Linked DNA regions of Sus scrofa: region 2 is linked to region 1. A link is a contact called in public Hi-C data. All regions are on one chromosome and are shown on one strand. The core of a region is the stretch at or near the end of the contact, and the rest is flanking DNA. Distances in the headings are between cores, read along the strand shown.

Region 1 (3,625 bases), core at 674-3,173:
AGGGCTAAGGAAAAATGCCCGTGTGCAGCAAAATTGCTTGAGCAAAGGGGAGAAGGACCAAACAAGAGAAATATAAGAAATAAAAAGAAATGATAGAGGAAAGGGCAAATTGTTGATATTTGTTGTCATTGCTATCACAGGGAGACCTATTTAAATAGAAGGGTACAGATAGGGATTTGGTATCAAGTCAATTTACTCTGTGCTCCAAAGTCATTCTTTGATAGTGAAATATGTGAAGTCACCCTCGACTTTTGATGTATGGCTTTCTGACACGAACTGATAGAGCCAGAGGACAGAGGTCTTACCATCTGCTTTCTCTTAGTTACCTGTGAACACAGTGATCCTGTCCACTAGTAATCAGTGCTCATTACGATGACAATGCCTGTTTGTCCTGGATTCTCGGCGGTTGTTGGTGTGGTCCCTGGACAGTTTTAAGTTTTCTCAGTTCAAACACTGGCACGCTGTCAGTGCATACCCTTTTAGGCAAAGCAGTGACTTTACATTTCTGCCCCATAAATCAGAACAAATACCTTGGGGTACTCAGGATACAAAATTATCCTTCCTGGAAATTATAGCAATTACCTAGCACTAACGAAAATAGGGACTTCATCTTTTATAACATTATCAAACTTTAAACATTATCAATCTTTAAACTTTCAATGATCTCAGTGAGTCATTTTGTGATGTGAACAAAAATAAATCCTCACTGTCACACCCTCCACACACAGACACACACAATACATTCATACAACCCAAAACATTAACCTGAGTTATTTGTAGATTTTTTTTCAGATGAAAAAAAAAAAAAGCATAGAAACCACATGAGTCTCAGTGAGACAACTGTCATTATCCTGACAGGAACAAGTGACAATGACAGCAGTTTTAAATGGTGTGTTAGGAGGAATTTAAATAAATAAACTTGGAAACTATTTCGAAAGACAATAAAGAAAAATTTAATTATAAAATGTAACATAATCTATGTGGATGTCCTTTTGTGATACTCAGTACCTACTACTCTTTGGTTGTGTTCTTCTGCTAAGACCTGCTAGGGCAATTACTGGGATTTTCAGATGTGACACTGATGACAGAGATCTGACCAACTTTTCTTATATAAGAAATATACTCTGCTGGGTTTTTACTTTTTCAAATGCAATGTAGAAAATTCCTATTGTTTTCCATATGGCTATCTACCTAGTTCAGAGAATTTGTGTCTCAGTTCAGCAAACAAGCACAATAATAACACACACACACGCACACACACACACACACACACACACACACACACACACCCTCTGGGAAGAACTGGGCCTGCATGAAAGAGAAATAGAAATAAAGTACAAAAAGTTTACGGTGCTGCCATTTGTATTTCAATGTCATACAGACTATAAAGACTATGATTTTACTCATTATTAGTTCTGAAGAAGAGACACAGAAAGCCAAATTCATCACAAATAAAATTTTCTTCCTAGTATTCTCTAGACATTAATTTGACAAGTAAAATCACCTAGGCCCTGAGGCAAAGGTTTTCTAGTTTAAAGCAATACAAAATCTGGACTATTTCAACTGTGATGAGAGTATGGAGCATAAACATTTACCAACGGACGGTCACAGCTCCAGCAACTGAACCTGCTGTTGAGCTCAGGTGCTGCAGCTCCTCTGCATGTCTAATCTGCCATCTCCTGAAGATTAAATACAGAGCCCAATAAGAAGCATGTTTATTTGGTGGTACAAAATGCCTCTGGGCTATTCCCAGTTTTCACCACTAAGGTCTAAATGGTTTTGAAGACTTCAGATTGCATTGCTGTGGCAAAGTTCAAAGGCAAAGTAAGAATTACACAGTGATCTGGAAGAAGTACAGGAATGTTCTAAAATTTATGTTGTAGCAAGTCCTTGGCAATGTGCAATGGTGTGTGTATTTTTGGAGTGAACGCTAAACAGGTGTTTTGAGAACACTGTGTGCTTCAGCTCAGAATTGGTAAGTAACTGTAGCCAAGTAGCATAGATAATTTGAATTCTGAGTGATCTTTTTAAAATAAAGATTATGACTGTCATGCAGAAACAAATGATTATCTTGGAGCTTGCATTCAGACAGTTGTCTTTACAAAAATAAAGAAAATAAATGTCAAAGCCCCCGTGAGAGAGGAGATACTGATGTGCTGAGTCACTTACTTTTACACATTAATTTGTATTAATTAATTTTAAATAAGGATTTGTTAGGTTCTTGGAGAGTCAGGATGAATAAGACCAAAGGATTCACAATCAAACAGGGAAGAGGGATTTGTACACCAACAGCTACTATAACAGAACTTGTCTAAGGAGCATGGAGAGGCAAAAAGGGAGCCACTGACTCTGCCTAGAAAGGCTGTAATGAAATGGGCTCATCAGGGAAAGCTGTGTTTTGAATGAATTAGTTTATTTTTGAGTATTCTATACATAGATACAGATAGAGCTATATATGCTAGGGCTATTCTGTACCTACATTTATACCTATTGTTTAGGGTTCAATCAGAAAAGCAGAACCAGTAGGAGACAAACATCAAGAGATTTATTACACTACTGTAAATAAAATAAGCCAGACACCAAAGGAGAAATACCGTGTGTTTACAATTATATGTAATACTTTGAAGAGTCAAATCCCTAGAGTCACAGTGTAGAATAGAGATTAGTAGGGATGGGGTAGAGGAAAATGGGGAGTTACTGTTTGTTTAATGGGTACAAAGGTTCTGTTTGAGATGATGAAAAAGTTATGGAGAAAGATGGTGGTTATGGTCAAATTCATCTTTTTTTTTTTTGTATTTGTTTTTGTTTTGGCACAAGAATTGTTCCAATACCATTTGTTGAGAAACTGTGTTTCTTCACTCAATTGCCTTGACATGGCTGTGAAAAATAAGCTGTCCTTACATGTATGGGTCTAGTTTTGGGCTCTGTTCCACACTCCACACTCTGTTCCCTGATCTAGCAGTCTGTTTTAAAACCGGTACAACATCTTGATTACTGGAACTTTAAAATAGGTTTTGAAATTCAGTATTGGTATTTCTCCAACTTTATTCATATTCAAAGTTGCTTTGCCTCTTCTAGGTCATTTCCATATGAATTTTAGAATTAGCTTGTCAATTTCTATTTAAAAAAGAACCTTCTGGGTTTTAAATTAGGTTTGTATTGAATTTATAGATCAATTTGTTGAGAATTAAATCTAAAGAATATTCGGTTTTCTGGCATATGAATAGAATGTTTGGCTTTTAATATGTTAGTGTTCCTCAATGTTATGCAACAATGTTTTATTGTTTTTAGTACATGGGCATTTCACATCTTCTGTCAGATTTATTCCCAAGGATTTCATATATTTTTATTATTTTCTAAATTGTATTCTCTCTCTCTCTCTTTTGTTTTTGTTTTGTTTTGTTTTGTTTTGCTTTTTAGGGCTGCACCTGCAGCACATGGATGTTCCCAGCCTAGGGGTCGAATTGGAGCTGCAGCTGCTGGCCTACACCACAGCCACAGCAACATAGGGTCCAAGCCATGTCTGTGGCCTACACCACAGCTCACAGCAATGCTGGATCCTTAACCCACTGAGCGAGGCCAGGGATCGAACCTGCATCCTCATGGATACTAGTCAGGTCTGTTA
Region 2 (3,625 bases), core at 320-2,819, 680 kb before region 1:
CTTCTAACGCGAGAGGTTGGGAGAATGTTGACCACGACCACCAAAGTAACGTGGACGTTTCAATCAAAGGCAGGCCCCGCCCCCCATTCCTCGCTCTCTTAAGCAATTCCCGAAAGAAGCACATCTCCGAGAACTTTGACGTTACATTTTTTCCCCCTGATCATTTTACGGATCCCAGAGACCCCACATCAATAAACCAGTCAATACCCAGGACTGAATACCGAAAAAATGTTTGCTCATTTAAAAAGTCAGAAAAAGAAAGGCTGCCTGTAGAAATAAACTTTATGAATGGGGCAGGCCGGTTTCCTCGGTACGGAATAATCTACCCAGCCGGATGAATTGGCAGGAGCGGGAGCCACATTTAAAGGGCCAGAGCGCGAATTCCCTCCTGCCCGCCCCCTCCACCTCAAACCCCGGGCCGCCTCGCCCACCCGCCCCGCTGCCCCTCCGCCCGAGCCGCCCTCTGCGGCGCCCCTTTCCGGTCAGTGGAGGGGCGGGGGGAGAGGCGGGGGTGCGCGGAGGGGGTGGTGGTGGTGAAGTCCTGAGCGGGTTTGGGTTGCAGTTTCCTTGTGCTTGTGATCCTGTCCCCTCCTCGCCAGCGCCAGGCTCCTCCCCCGTCGGCGCAGATGACACTAGAACCTCCTTAAGTTCCGTCGCGCCACAGCTGTCTGCGAACACTGAGCTGCCTGGCGCCGTCTTGATACTTTCAGAAAGAATGCATTCCCTGTAAAAAAAAAAAAAAAAAAAAAAAAAAAAAAAATACTGAGAGAGAGGGAGAGAGAGAGGGAGGAAAAGAGAGAGAGACGGAGAGAGCGCGAGACAGAGCGAGCCACGCAATCTGACCGAGCAGTTTCTGCTCGCCCAGGTCACACGCCTCCTTCTCCTCTCTGCTCCTCGCTACCCAGGTTGGTACTTGCGACTTTTTTTTTTTTAAAGTTTGATTTGTTTTCTCTCTCCATATGGAAGGACTTTAAAACATTAAAAAAAAAAAACCCCAAAAAACCCAACCTCAACTCTCCTCTTTTGGAGAGTTTCTAAGGGCTGGAAAGTAGGTCCAGGGACCTGGATCCCCGGAGGGAGGGAGCTGTCGTCCTAGTTGGAGCCGCTCACTCAGTCCCGGGCTCCCGGGAGAGCCGGGCAGCTGGGGATGTACTCGGGAGTCGCTCCCTCTCGGCGGTCTCCCGGTGCTCCTGGCTCCGGAGGAGGCGTGCGCGTGTGCGCGTGACCTGGGGGCGCGGGCGCGGGGCCGGGCGGCTCGAGGGTAGGTGGTGCCACTTCGTAAACTCAGGTGCTAAGTACTCAGGACCTCATCCAGGTCTCTCCTTTCCTTTGCAGGTGACCCAGGAGAGACTCAGTCTCGGAACGGCCGAGGAGCCTCACGCGCAGAATCCCAGCCAGCCCTCGCCTCCTTTTGCACTTCGGGCCCCTTTTATCCTTTCCTACCTATTTTTTTGGAATTTCTTTTTTCTCCGTCTTCTTCTCTTTGCTAAACTACCCCTCAAAGATTTTTTTTTTTTTGAAATCTCATTTGCTCACCTTTCTTCCTAGCTTTCCCATTCCCCCACTGAAAACAAATCCTTGAACGACCCCTGCTCCTCCGACGGCAGGAGCACCTGCAGAGCCGCGGAGCCCCCCGGACCGCCCTCCCTCTCCGCGCGCGGGTTCCGGGCCCGGCGAGAGGGCGCGAGCGCAGCCTGGGCCATGGAGGTGACGGCGGACCAGCCGCGTTGGGTGAGCCACCACCACCCCGCGGTCCTCAACGGGCAGCACCCGGACACGCACCACCCGGGCCTCGGCCACTCCTACATGGACCCGGCGCAGTACCCCTTGCCCGAGGAGGTGGATGTACTTTTTAACATCGACGGTCAAGGCAACCACGTCCCGTCCTACTACGGAAACTCGGTGAGGGCCACCGTGCAGAGGTACCCTCCGACCCACCACGGTGAGTTCGCCCCGGGTGCGGGGACCCCCGCCCAGCTGTCCCCGCTCTCCCAGGTCGGGAAGGCAGGGAGGGACCAGGGGGTGGGGAGACAGAAGCAGCCAAAGCCCCCAAGCGCCGTTTCTGCATCATTAAAAAATTTGGGGCCCGGAAATGGGCGAGGAAGGCGTCTCGATCGTCGCGAGAGTGTGTTTTTCAAAACAGCCGCAGCAGGCGGCTCTCCGCGCCTGCAGTCCCCGGGGGCCTGGCGCTCACCTGGCGGGCGCCGCGCTGCAGCCCTCTCTCCCGGCGCGGCCGCAGGTTTGGGGGCCTCCGAGGTCCCAGGCGCAGGGAGCCGAGCCTCTGCCTCCGCCGGCCACCGCTCCCCGGGCCGAGCATCCGGCGCCGGCCAAACCTGGCTCGGGCTGGGTTCTTTGAGGGGCTTCGCTTCCCCAGTTACCCCGTAGCTCTCTCTCGGGGGCTTCTGCCGGCGCGCCTGGGTGTGCTGCTCCGGCACATTTCCAGAAAGGCCAGAGAGACGCACTTAGTCGCAACCCGGTGTCCTGACCTTCCTCCAAAGCCAGAGCATTTGGTTTCTAGGCAGCTTTTCCACCTTGTGGCTCTAAGGAAAAGAAGTCTGGTGCTTGACGGGGGTTGGGGGGAAAGACCACCGTCTTAAGTTTGTGACACTGGGGTTCCCTGGATTCCCGGTTGCAGAGAATTCCCTGCGTCTCTGCTTTTCCGCGGCCTCATTGCTGTGCTCCGGCAACTCTCGCCCAGCTGTCCTCGGGCCTACCCCAGCGCCCCTGGGCTCCCCCCAAAGATTTAGGATCCATTAGGGTTTCTTTCTAGGCAGGAGGGATTCTAGTTGCCTTTTCTTTTCTTTCTTTTTTCCCTTTCTCTTTCTCGGTGAGAAGTTTGCAGTTCTGGAGTGGTAAAGAGAAACCTGGCCCTATGTAGTTGGGAGACAAGGTTTCCAGCTCCAAGTGTGTTTCCCTAGAAGACATAGCAACGTTTCAGGTGGAGGAAGTATGAGGGGCTCTCTGGCAGGTCTGCTCCAGTTCCCCTCCTTAGGTTCTCCGGGTTGGGGCCGATGACAGAGGCCCTCCGGCAGCAGGAGGTCTCCACCCTGCTGTCACCAGCTTTTAAACAATTGTTTCTGCAGATGGGGCGCTCTTTGCCCTTGTTCTGTGCACATCAGCAGTTAAGTGAAAATGCGGTAACTGCAGCCTTAATATTATTTACTACACCTACTTCCTGCATAATGTGAATCTTGACCCTTGGGGTTCAGAGAACTCCCCTTCCCCCTCGACTCCCCTCCCCTTCCTCTCTTAAGATTTTAGTTTCAGTATTGTTCTTAATGGTTAAATAGAATGTCAGATGCTGAGGCAGGTCCTGGATTAAAAGATCAATAAGTGCGTGCATTTGCACTTGCCGTTTAAACGTACCCTCTCAGAGCCTCTGGACCGGTCTGAGTTATGGCTGCCTTAAAACCCTGTGTTTCAAATGCAGGCTCAGATTCCTCTGGGTGTGAGCAAAGTAGACCCAGGCAGTGGAGTTTTGTGTCTCAGGGGCTCAGGTGAAAATTCACATATTGCGCTGGTGAAAATGCAACTGTGAGGGCCTACGGGCCTAGCTGACTTTTTTTTCAGTAGGATTTGGGAGGGTGGGAGAGGCAGACAAAGCTGCCACCCCAGGGTGCAGCCT

The links. A called contact is a pair of places that touch in the nucleus more often than the background predicts.
Region 2: a contact with region 1 is called in a Hi-C map of omental adipose tissue, with 1.9 times the contacts expected there. The contact joins the promoter of GATA3 here to the enhancer-like site in region 1. A contact is called at or near these places in 1 of 5 promoter capture datasets (fetal liver) and 5 of 47 Hi-C or Micro-C datasets (embryonic fibroblasts, heart right ventricle, omental adipose tissue and 2 more).

The regions. Positions count from the first base shown.
Region 1 is chr10:62,705,654-62,709,278 of Sscrofa11.1, reverse strand. No RefSeq gene overlaps it. Among named protein-coding and RNA genes, the nearest start is that of GATA3, 680 kb to the left of the region's middle. Within about 2 kb of position 1,923, at least 2 of the 83 cell types and tissues checked have an H3K27ac peak or open chromatin away from gene starts, as enhancers often do. A contact at or near this core is called in omental adipose tissue, where this site is marked.
Region 2 is chr10:63,385,907-63,389,531 of Sscrofa11.1, reverse strand. GATA3 (GATA binding protein 3) reads left to right here and starts at 1,569. Exons shown (of 5, transcript NM_001044567.1): 1 at 1,569-1,942. The coding sequence starts at 1,702.